Linked DNA regions of Hordeum vulgare: region 2 is linked to region 1. Evidence: chromatin contacts called from public Hi-C data. All regions are on one chromosome and are shown on one strand. The core of a region is the stretch at or near the end of the contact, and the rest is flanking DNA. Distances in the headings are between cores, read along the strand shown.

Region 1 (5,282 bases), core at 1,246-3,745:
ATGGCAATGGTCAAATTTGGCACTTTGTATGTTCATGGACAACAAGTGTCGAGCCTCATTTGTATTCATCCAATCGTATCCGTTGAGGGTGTAGTTGCACTCCGGAGCCTACCTATCAGATTATCTCTTAAACATAGAATATCATTAAAGCACATTAATGTCGTTACGAGACCTTGCTATGTTAAAGAAAGAGTGTCAAATTCACAAGTCTTTTGATGTAACTACTTCAACTATGTTGTTGGTCTCTTTGGTGTGACCTTAGTATTGCCATGAGAAAACTACCATATAGTTCTATCATCGTCAATCCATGCAATCGACACAACAGAGCATAATGGGAAAGCCTCTTGCCACTCTTCCAAAAGCTTTTATTTGTCCTCGACGTTTGGTTCTCTTTAGTACTCGAGGTCCAAACTCCATTATGTAACGGAAAATCTCATTATTGAACCAATGCATGCACTCTCTTTCCTTCGAAAATACATTTCTGGATAGGAGAGAATGAGAGTGCTCGTTCGCAACCCTTCTTCAACCTGAAGTAACTGTCATAATCCTTCACAACATCCATTATGCACGAGAACAAAAGTTTGTGCATCGAGTAGCGATGCTGAAAGAAGCCATCATGATATATCTGTTGGAAATATGCCCTAGAAGCAATAATAAAGTTATCATTATCATATTTTCTTGTTCTTGATAAGTGTTTATTCTCCATGCTATAATTGTATTAGCCAAAAACTCAAATACATGTTTGGATACATAAACAAACATTGTGTCCCTAGTAAGCCTCTACTAGACTAGCTAGTTGATTAAAAATGGTTAAAGTTTTCTAGCCATAGACATGAGTTATCATTTAATAATGAAATCACATCATTAGAAAATGATGTGATGGACAGACCAGATCATAAGCTTAGTATCTGATCGTGCCACTTACTTTAATTGCTATAACTTTTTTAATGTCAAGTATTTGCTATCCTCCTTTGTTACTTTAGATTTGTTGATATTGTGAAATGAATTGGTCCGGATCAACTTTATTTGTCCAAGTATAAGAAACTGGTTTCGCGCTTGACATGTAACTTGTATTGCACAAAGGGTGATGAGTTTTTTTTCACTTTAGTTAAGTACCTGTCTTTCTATAGGCTTTCTTTTTATTTTTGCATTTGTCAGGGCATGAGCTATGAAAGCATTATGTTGATGTGGCCTCAGCCTCCACCTAAGAAAAAAATAGTGAGTCCATCATGAATAGTTTCCGTCCAACAAGACAATACCTTCTAGTGATCCACATATCTTAGCTTTTTTACTTTCCATTCAAACAAATACAGTTCTCTCTCCTCCATTCCCTCCTTGCTGGTTCTTCTGCAAGAGGTCATTTGGCTCTACAAAACATTGTTTTTTTCCTCCACGTGGACTGCTCGTCCGACATGTATGTGTGGGGCACCGATCCACCGCGAAGCGATGGACATGCCCTCAGTGGCCGACAAAGCTGTGCACCGCACAGAATCTGCTCCTTTGACGGATATACCATGCCTTTTCTTTTTATGCCAAAAGGTTATACCATATCCGAAATAGGCACGTAGCAGATCACTCGAACGAGGGAGCACTGTCCATCCTTTCACCCTGATGGACATGTGCAAGAGAGATGCATGCTGCAATGTTCGCTAGAGTCTACCAAATGAAAGCCACTTTTGTTAGTCATCAAAACAAGCTCCTCTAGAAAGATACCGTAGCTTAAAATCGAACTACTTCCCAGCTAATTTACGAAAATACCGAAAGAAAGGTAATGTACAACTTACTTTAAAGCAAGTACAATAATAGAGCCGGCTGCCGGCTATAAGCTCATGTCATGTCACCTATAGCCCATCTTATAGCTAACATGTACAATAGTTAGTTAGAAAAGTGTAATACTTATTTATTATATGACCCACCTTTCATTCTCATAAAGTGCCTAGGAGCACGTGCTAAAACTGACTCTTAACTAAGAGCGTGCTTACCTTCTCTCTCCTTTTCTCTCTCCTCCAACTAAGCAAAAATATATACTATTTTATTTTTTATAGCCAGCTGACCCAGCTCTATTGTACTTGCTCTTAGCACCAGACTGACTCTACTTTGCAGATTTTATTGGCAACCAAACAGCTGAAATCGAAGCTGGTCTCGGCACAAACGGAGGAGGAAAAACCCGGTCCATGCGCGACAGAAGCCGCGGCACCCGCACGGAGGCGGCGCTCCCTGCCAAAGGTCTACGGTGGACGAGGTCCACGGACCCTGAGGTCCCGATTCCCAGTATATGCTCTCTCGTCTCGTGGGTGGTGCGAGGGAATCCGGTGCGGCTCGGCCCCCCACCGCGGCTTCCATCCCACTCCTGCTTCCACTAAAGCGTTATCCCCCGCGTGGCCCCCCTCCCAGCCGTCCACCACCCGATCCGACGGCCACGGAAGCCCGAGCAAACCGGCCACGGACGCCCGCCAGGCCGCTTTCCCCCCCAATATATCTCTCGCGTCGCCAGAAAGGAAGGCCACGCCTCAAAGTTAATATCGCGGCATCGGGTCCTGCGCTACGCTGGGCGCTCGCTGCTCCCTCCCCTCCTCCTCGCCTCCGCTGCCGTCGCGCGAGATCAACCCCGCCGGTGAGGATCCCTCTTCCCCTCCCTTCCTCGCCGTCGGTCCCGCTTCGGGTGGCCGGACCGGTCGCTTCGCCCGCCGCCCGTTCTCGTCGGTTCTCACGGGGCGGCGGCGCTGGTTTTGTTGTACCACCACTGTACTGCGCCTGTACTATAGGAGTGAGCGCATTTCCTGGTTCCTGTCGCCTGCAGTCCGTTCGTCCGCTGTTTTTTTTTTCGGTTACGGGCTCTAGTTTGGTGGGTTCGGTGAGATCCTTTTGCTCTGCTTCGTCTGAGGGATGGTGGCGTGTTTCGCGATCGGTCGATTGTGGTATGGTTCGTGGCCTCTTTTCTCGTCTGCTTCTTCGCTCTTTGCATCACAGGATATATTCCCCCTTTGTTTACCTGCTCCCCTCTCTCTCTCTCTCTGTGTACGTCTCTGTGCATTTCGGTGGTCTTGGACGCCCGTTCCACCGCGATTCAAGCGTTCAAATCTCCCCCGAGTTTCAAATAGGACGACGACGACGACGAGAACTCGTCGGCGCTTTTTTTTTTTTTTTTTTGATTTTTTGTCTGTTCTCTGGATTTAGTCCGATCTGTTTCGCGGTTGCAGAGGCGCGGATCCCCCCCCCCCCCCCCCCCTCCTTCGGTGGTGTTCCTTCTCGTCCTTTTTGAGCAACTTCTCTTTCCTCGACTTTGCCAGACCTGTAGCAGCATTCGTCGTTTCCACGAACTCGTCGCAGCTCTCCAAATCTGTTCGTGGCGGTTTCCCCTCTTTAGATAAAGTTACTTTTACCCGCATTTATGCCCTGTCTCGCCAATGCTCCTGGATGATTCCGTTGCTATTTCTAGAGAAGAGAACACGAGTTGGACCATGTGATAGCTATTCTTCAGGGAATCAGGGGAAGATTCTTAATCGCGGCTGATGTTCAGTTAGTATTTAGGACGTGATGTCATCTTCCGATTTATTTTATTTTGCTTCCGCAGATCGTGCTAGCTTTGACTAATACACTAGAGTCCTGTGCAGTCCTCGCTTAGATTATTAGCCTAGGCCCTGTCTATCTGTTAAATTAATGTTACTTGCTAATATTGTTTACTGATAGTATATTGCTACTATTCTTTGGATGCTACTACTTGTTAGAGGGGCTGCGCACTTTACATTAGCCTTTTGCGTGTGGCTTTGCCGACTGGGGATTTTCTCTGGCTTTTCATTTGTTGAATGCCAATGATGTTGCTTAGATCTGTCTTCCTTTGCGGCCATTTTCAGTTTGTATGTGAATCGTTTTCACTGACTGGAGGACACAAACGTGAACTCCCAGTTGGTCCTTCAAGTCATGGTTGTTGCAGTAGTCATTTGTATTGGATGACATGATGAGTGCATACGTTTATTTTGTTTGCCAGTATATTATTTGGTCAACTATTCAGGATTATTGGGATGCAGAGCCCAGAGTGATACGTATTCAGGAAACATGGAAACTGTTTATTCTTTAATGCAACCGCGCGGTGTGCAGGGGTAGTTGCCAACACAGAGGGTTATTGGGATGAACAAAGTTGAATTACTTTTTATATATGTGTGAGTATTGATGTGGAAAGAGCTAATGGTCAGGATTAGGCAACTCATGCAAAAAACATGAGAATACAGGGTCAGGTTTTCTGTTTTCTGTTGTTGCATAGTCCATATGTAGTTTTCACCACCCAACATTCAGTAGAACATTATTCAGGTTAACATGTTGAGTTATTTAGGACGTGATGCCATCTTCAGATTTTATTTTACTCCCTCCGTCCCAAAATAAGTGTCTTAAGCTTAGTATAACTTTGTACTAGAGCTAGTACAAAGTTGAGACAGTTATTTTGGAACGGAGGGAGTATTTTGTTTTGTTTTGATTCCTAAGATCATGCTAACTTTGACTAATATACTACAGTCCTGTCCTGGCATAGATTATTAGCCTATTCTAACTGCAGCTCGGGCCTATCTGTTAAATTAATGCTAGTTGTTACTAGTATTGTTTATGTATGCCTTGCCAGTGTTCTTTTGTAAGTTACTTATGAGAAGGGGTGTGCACTTTACATTTGCCTTTTGCGTGTGGGTGTGTGGCTTTGGAGATACCCCTCCTAACTGGGGACCTCTGGCCTTTCAGTTTGTTGAATGCCAAGGAAGTTACTTAGAAGATCTGTCTTTCTTTGCGACAAATATATTTTTGTATGTGAATGATTTTCACTAACAGGAGGACACTGACGTGAGTATTCAATTGGTTCTCCAGGTCATGGATGTCGTAGTAGTCATTTGTATTGGATAAGTGCATAATTTGTCTGCTACTGCTAGTATGTGATATGGTCAGTTGTCTGGCAATAGAGACCAGAGTGATACATATTCAGGAAACATGGAAATCGTGTATTCTTGAATACAACTGCACTGTGTTTAGGGGAAGTTGCCAACACATGGGTTCTTGGGATGGTCAAAGTTGAATCTACTTGTATTGTCGACAGTTTCTGTGCTTATTAGGTGTCAGTATTGCTGTGGAAAGAGCTAATGGTCAGGATTGGGCAACTCATGCAAAAACATGAGAATACAGGGTCAGGTTTTCCGTTTTGCATAGTTCATACATTGGAGATTCCTTTGATGGTCAAGCACTAGATTGAAATTTATTTGCCCATCAGATAGCTTTCACCACCCAACATGCAGTAGAGCATTATT
Region 2 (5,282 bases), core at 1,826-4,325, 170 kb before region 1:
AGCATAAAATCACTGAGATATCTGCAACAAACAACTTCAAAGGTATACTTGCATCTTCCCGAGTGCCATTTTTTAAATCTCTTCTTTTGAGATCTTCCTAACATGCTTATTTGTTGATTCCAGTTCTTGTTCTGTATGATGTTGACAAAGTTAGTGAGAATAATCAGCGTTTGATAAAATGGATAATTGATTCCTCCTCTGATGCATGCAAGATAATAATGACTTGCCAAGATGGCCCCAATCTTCTTGATTCTATTACAAGCCGTTGCAAGCTTATTAGCATTGGTGTGCCAAATACACGTGAGGTGAATTTTCTCGATTTTTTGTTGTCCTTTTCATTAGACGGATTGGTTGTCTATGCAGATTGCAAAACAAGTATCTAATGCATACTTGTGATTTACAGAATTCCAGTGAATACAATACATATTAACTTCTTACCAACTAGCTAAGTCCCCAATTTAAAAACACAGAAATGAGATATAACACTAACACTGCAGTTTGTTCCGAGAACTATTAAGATTGATGACTGCCGGGGTCCCATATGTCATAACAAAATGGGTCACTGATGGGGTTGATGTCTTTTTCTCTATTTATAGGGTATTGCTAGTCTGCTAGAGATGCTTTAAAGTGCCTCTAATAGTCACTGTTGTAAGATCGGGCAACCATGGTAAAGGTAAACCTAACATACTGTTGGAACTTCAAATGTTCCATGATGTGATCCAGGTCTGCCTGGTATGCACACTGCATGACAAAGTGTTTAGACTGTACTAAGCATAATGTGACGTCAAATTATTACAGCCCAGTCTCATAACCTCAACACAGTTGAAGAGAAGAATGATTGCATTACAATCCAACCAAGATAACGATGACATATTTCAATATATATTAGTAGAACTCCAATACATTATTTATCATAAAACAACAAGAATACTTTTTTTGTGTGTGAACAATTCTGTCTCAAGAAAAGAGTACTGCGAGTCTCAACACCCAGTCTTTTACAAATTCGCCTACTGTATACGCTTGTCCCATCTGGGCTGTTATTCTATGATAACATTTTACTACAACAAGATTTTGTACTGGGTTAGTCCAGCAAAGCATTACAACTCAATGACAATAGGGGAGTTTGTCAGATCAATAATCTTGGGGCAAATGCTGGCCGCTTTGCTGCAATCTCTAGCAAACCGGGCGACTGGTGTAACCAAGTCTACCACATCAATTTCATGGAAGAAAAGGTTACCATCGTCTGAACCTGCCTTCAACACTGGAGATGCTTGCCCTGTCACACAATTTACTGATCTTCCAGCAGCATCATTGCTGCACGAGCTCGAGGAACATCCAGGTGGTGTTCTAGACACGTGCAGCTCCGGTGTTTCGTGAATTCCGCTCCATTCCATGTAACCGAAGTCATCAATGGGATATTCAACATCAGAGTCAGCGATTCTGGTTTCTTCTTCCACTGGTTGGGCCAGAGAGGATTCTGAAATTCTTGATCCACAAACCTCATTCCGTTCCATCGGAGCAAAAAACTCATCAGTGTCTGATTCACCGAAGTCATCAATGGTATATTCAAAATCACAGCCAGCAATTCTGTTTTCTTCTTCCACTGGTTGGGCTGCAGAGGATTCTGAAATTCTTGATGCAAAGACCTCACTCCGTTCCATTGGAACAAAAGAGTCATCAGTGTCTGATTCACCTCCTACAATTCCGGTTTCCAAATCCAGTGTCCGCAAACCATGATCAGAAGCATCACCGCCAACAGCCGCATCTGGTTCTTCTTCATCCTCTCTAGGCTCCATAATATCGTCCTCGGATGAAAGGCCCTCGACGTAGCACGGGAGATCCTCCATCGGGCTAACGACAGTCTTCATGTGGCAGGGGAGGGCTGGGCAGCCCGCGGTGAACTTGGTATTCTTGGTGGAGAAGAAGTTCACCGTGAGATTCAAGCTGGCAACACACACAGACACAGGCATCAGAACAGCCGTTTCACTTCAGTATACTGTTGCTACTCAATTCTGTCCCCAAGAAAAGAATCCATGGATGGAGCAGCTAGAAATGCAGAGACAGGAGAAGGAGAGAGGAGCCTTACTTCTCCCAAGAAGGGAGGTTGAGCATGGTGTAGGCGAGCTTGACCTTGTTGCCGATGCCGCCCAGCGACTTGAATTCGGCGGCTGCCTTGCGAACGGCCAGCGACTCGGTTGGGTGCTGCCACGCCCACTCGAACTGCAGGCCAAGAAACACGCGTTTAGTAAAAAAAAAAAAAACAGAGGAGCAGCCGTGATCCATCACGGAACGAAGTGAACCTGCGAGATGAGATGAGATGGAGGAAGGGTTGGTTAATTACCTGGAGGGCGGCGACGTTGGTGGGGAAGCCGTAGATGCAGAGCATCATCTCCCAGGGGCGGCCGCGCTTGGTCCGCCAGGCGCCGCACCGGAGCTCGCCGTTGTGCTGCCGGATCCGCCGCCGCGGGTTCACCGTGAACCTGCCACACGACCATCAATCAGATGCAAGAAGCAAAGATGAGATTTTTTATTGATGCGAGACGAGGTGGGGGGTGGGGGGGGGGGGGTGGGGAGGGGATACCCGATGTAGGTGCGGCTCTTGCTGCGCGGGCAGAGCGACCGGAGGAGGTAGCAGCAGAAGAAGCCGCCCCCGCCGGCGGCGGCTTTCTCAGGCCCGTCTTTGGTTTCCTCGTGTCCGTCGCCGGCCACGGCCGCCGCCTTCGCCACAGCACGCGGCCTCCTCTTGCCCTTGCCCGCCATTCCCCTTCTTGCCCTACCCATCTCTCTCTCTCTCTCTCTCTCTCTCTCTCTCTCTCTCTGTTAGCTGCCTGATGCGGATTTGGGCGAATTGGATGAGGGGATTGCTCCGAGATGAAGGCTTCCTTTCCGATCCCCTGTGTGGATTTACAAGCCAACGGCTCTTTTTCAACTGATGGATTTACAAAATGTTTTTTTTGAGAGAGAAGCCTCACTTGACCCAGTCGTCAGACGCGTGGCGCTTGGCTGGCTACCGAATTCTCTTTGTGGGCTGGACCCCTTCCAGGGCTTCGCCCCGGGCCTCCGTCAGGAAGAAGGTCCAAGGGCCGGAGATTGGCAGACGGCCGCCAGAAACCGTAGCGCGAAGGGCTCGCGAGGAAGGAAGGAGAGGGTTAGAAAGGCGGCCACGAAGGTCGGGGCGTGCTGTGCCCTGCCTGGCTGCAACACGTGAAAACAAATCGACTGCTGTCAACGGGGACCTACCTGGCAGCCACCCATGAGAGTGTCCTGTATCCACCGGGATTGAGGGTTCCGTTTTATCTTGATGAAATGAAACACGGATGACTTACAAATATGCTTGCCTGCAGTAATCTGTCTTTCATTCCATCTTCCTGTCAATGGACGACTTTCATTTGCGAATGCATTGCATTACCTGACTTGCAGATTTTTTTTTTTTACTCAGGTTGTGGAGGTTCTCACCCACGTATCAAAAAAGGAGAGTTTCGATCTCCCCGCAAGTTTGGCTTACACCATTGCGACTCGATCCGCTCACAACATGAGGGAGGCGGTATTGGCTCTGGAGGCATGCAAAGCTAACAAGTATGCTTTGTACTAGTAGTATTTGTCCCTTCTCAAGCCTTCGTATTTCCTTCGGTTTTGTATTATGATGATGATCCTAGCATGTGCTCTTCACTTACATTTTCCCCTTTGATCTACCAGTTACCCCTTCGTTGATGGACAAGCTATACCACTAGGATGGGATGGTGTTCTTGAGGAACTCGCAGCAGAAATTTTAGAAGATCCTTCTCCCAAAAGGTTTGCAGGAGTAAAACAATATTTAGCCATGAACGTTTTCATTGTCCTTCCTTACTTCTCATTGGTTGTGAACATGTTATCGGTAATACCTTTTACGTACCACCAATGTTTCACTTTATGAATTGCTGCATCTTTTATCAGTCACCATTGATTTATTTATTTTACTAACATGGGAAAAGTGGTATTGAACTGTGTGATTACATTCGCAGCCTTATTTGCTAACGCGTCAAAGTATTACACAGGTTGTTTTTGGTACGAGGCAAGCTCCAAAAACTCTTGGTTGAATCCGTGCCTCCTAAACTTGTTCTCCAGGTACGAGTTGTTCAGATTTAACCTCAAGGATGCTACTATATAGCTCCACATACATAACCGTAACCGCGTGATTAAACACCGTTCTTGATTATTATTTTGCCCGCAGAGACTCGTAGAGCTGTTCCTGAAGGGAATCCATGCTAACATAAAGAGGGATGCTTATTACTGGCATGCCTACTACGTAAGTTTCCTCGGCATATTTCTGTTCTGAATGGACTTTCCCTGTGAGCTATGATAGCCACGCACGATGATGCTGAATTTCAGGATAAGAGGCTGCCGGCTGGTGCCAGTGCACTGCTGAAACTGGAAGGTAATTTGGAGCATCTGCACAAGCAATGACTCGTGTTATCTTGTAAACTAAAACAGCCTGAAACCATGACAGATTGACAGTTATAATTCTTGGCTTTGCTTGTGCAGAATTCATTGCCAAGTTCATGAGCATCCACCGGAAGAGCTTGGCACCCGATTCATGAAGATTCGACCGGACCAGCCGAGAAAAAGTTGGCATGTCCGGACGCAGTTCAGCTGAACCCTGCAGCCAGTATGTATTTGGTTTACCGGCCATGGAGCCTGCCGGCGTGGCGGCGTATATGCTAGTACTAGTCATATTTGAGAGTGGGGAAAACGAAATGAAACGAAGCAGGACTGGAACCAGTCCATTGTGCGCTAAGAGCATCTCTAGCACATCCTTTATATCGCGGATTCTTATACTGTGTTTACAGTTCGAGATTGTGTTGAGATACGAGTCAAAAACAACCGCGGCAGATTAGAACCCGTAAATTTCAAAAACACACCTTCGTGCATGAAATTAAACTAGTTCATGTTGAAGATATGAGCAATTTACCATAGGATCTTATTAAAAAAAAAGGAAAAACATGACCATCATAAAATAGATGAAACAATACATGACAAAAGACATGTGCACACAACCCGTGACGAGGCGGGCGACGGAGGAGGAGCACGCGTGTATGTCTCTCTTGTTCTTAAGCTCATACATGTGTGAAAACATCCTCCCTTATAAGGAGGTCCAACTCCTACTAAACTAGCAATGTGGGACTAAATTTTTCCATCCCTTGCCTTGCACAAATGGGTTGCGTGGGGCTTTAGTATTTATTAGGAATTTCTGAAACTATATATTGGGCTAGCCCAAAAGAAGATAAAAATTCCAACAATCCCTC

The links. Hi-C and Micro-C count contacts between places; a contact is called where the count stands out from the background.
Region 2: a Hi-C map of seedling shows a contact between it and region 1, with 4 times the contacts expected there. The contact joins the promoter of LOC123401119 here to the promoter of LOC123403690 in region 1. A contact is called at or near these places in 4 of 6 Hi-C or Micro-C datasets (leaf and seedling) and 1 of 1 datasets of contacts at active chromatin or transcription factors (embryo).

Annotation. Positions count from the first base shown.
Region 1 is chr6H:463,360,107-463,365,388 of MorexV3_pseudomolecules_assembly, reverse strand. It overlaps LOC123403690 (soluble inorganic pyrophosphatase), which reads left to right and starts at 2,495. Exons shown (of 9, transcript XM_045097603.1): 1 at 2,495-2,614.
Region 2 is chr6H:463,533,167-463,538,448 of MorexV3_pseudomolecules_assembly, reverse strand. It overlaps LOC123401119, which reads right to left and starts at 3,075. Exons shown (of 5, transcript XM_045094843.1): 1 at 2,973-3,075; 2 at 2,582-2,894; 3 at 2,342-2,480; 4 at 2,087-2,220; 5 at 861-1,944. The coding sequence starts at 2,781. The coding sequence ends at 1,098. It overlaps LOC123401118, which reads left to right. Exons shown (of 11, transcript XM_045094842.1): 4 at 1-42; 5 at 124-305; 6 at 3,440-3,576; 7 at 3,697-3,792; 8 at 4,035-4,104; 9 at 4,211-4,285; 10 at 4,369-4,414; 11 at 4,522-4,873. The coding sequence ends at 4,577.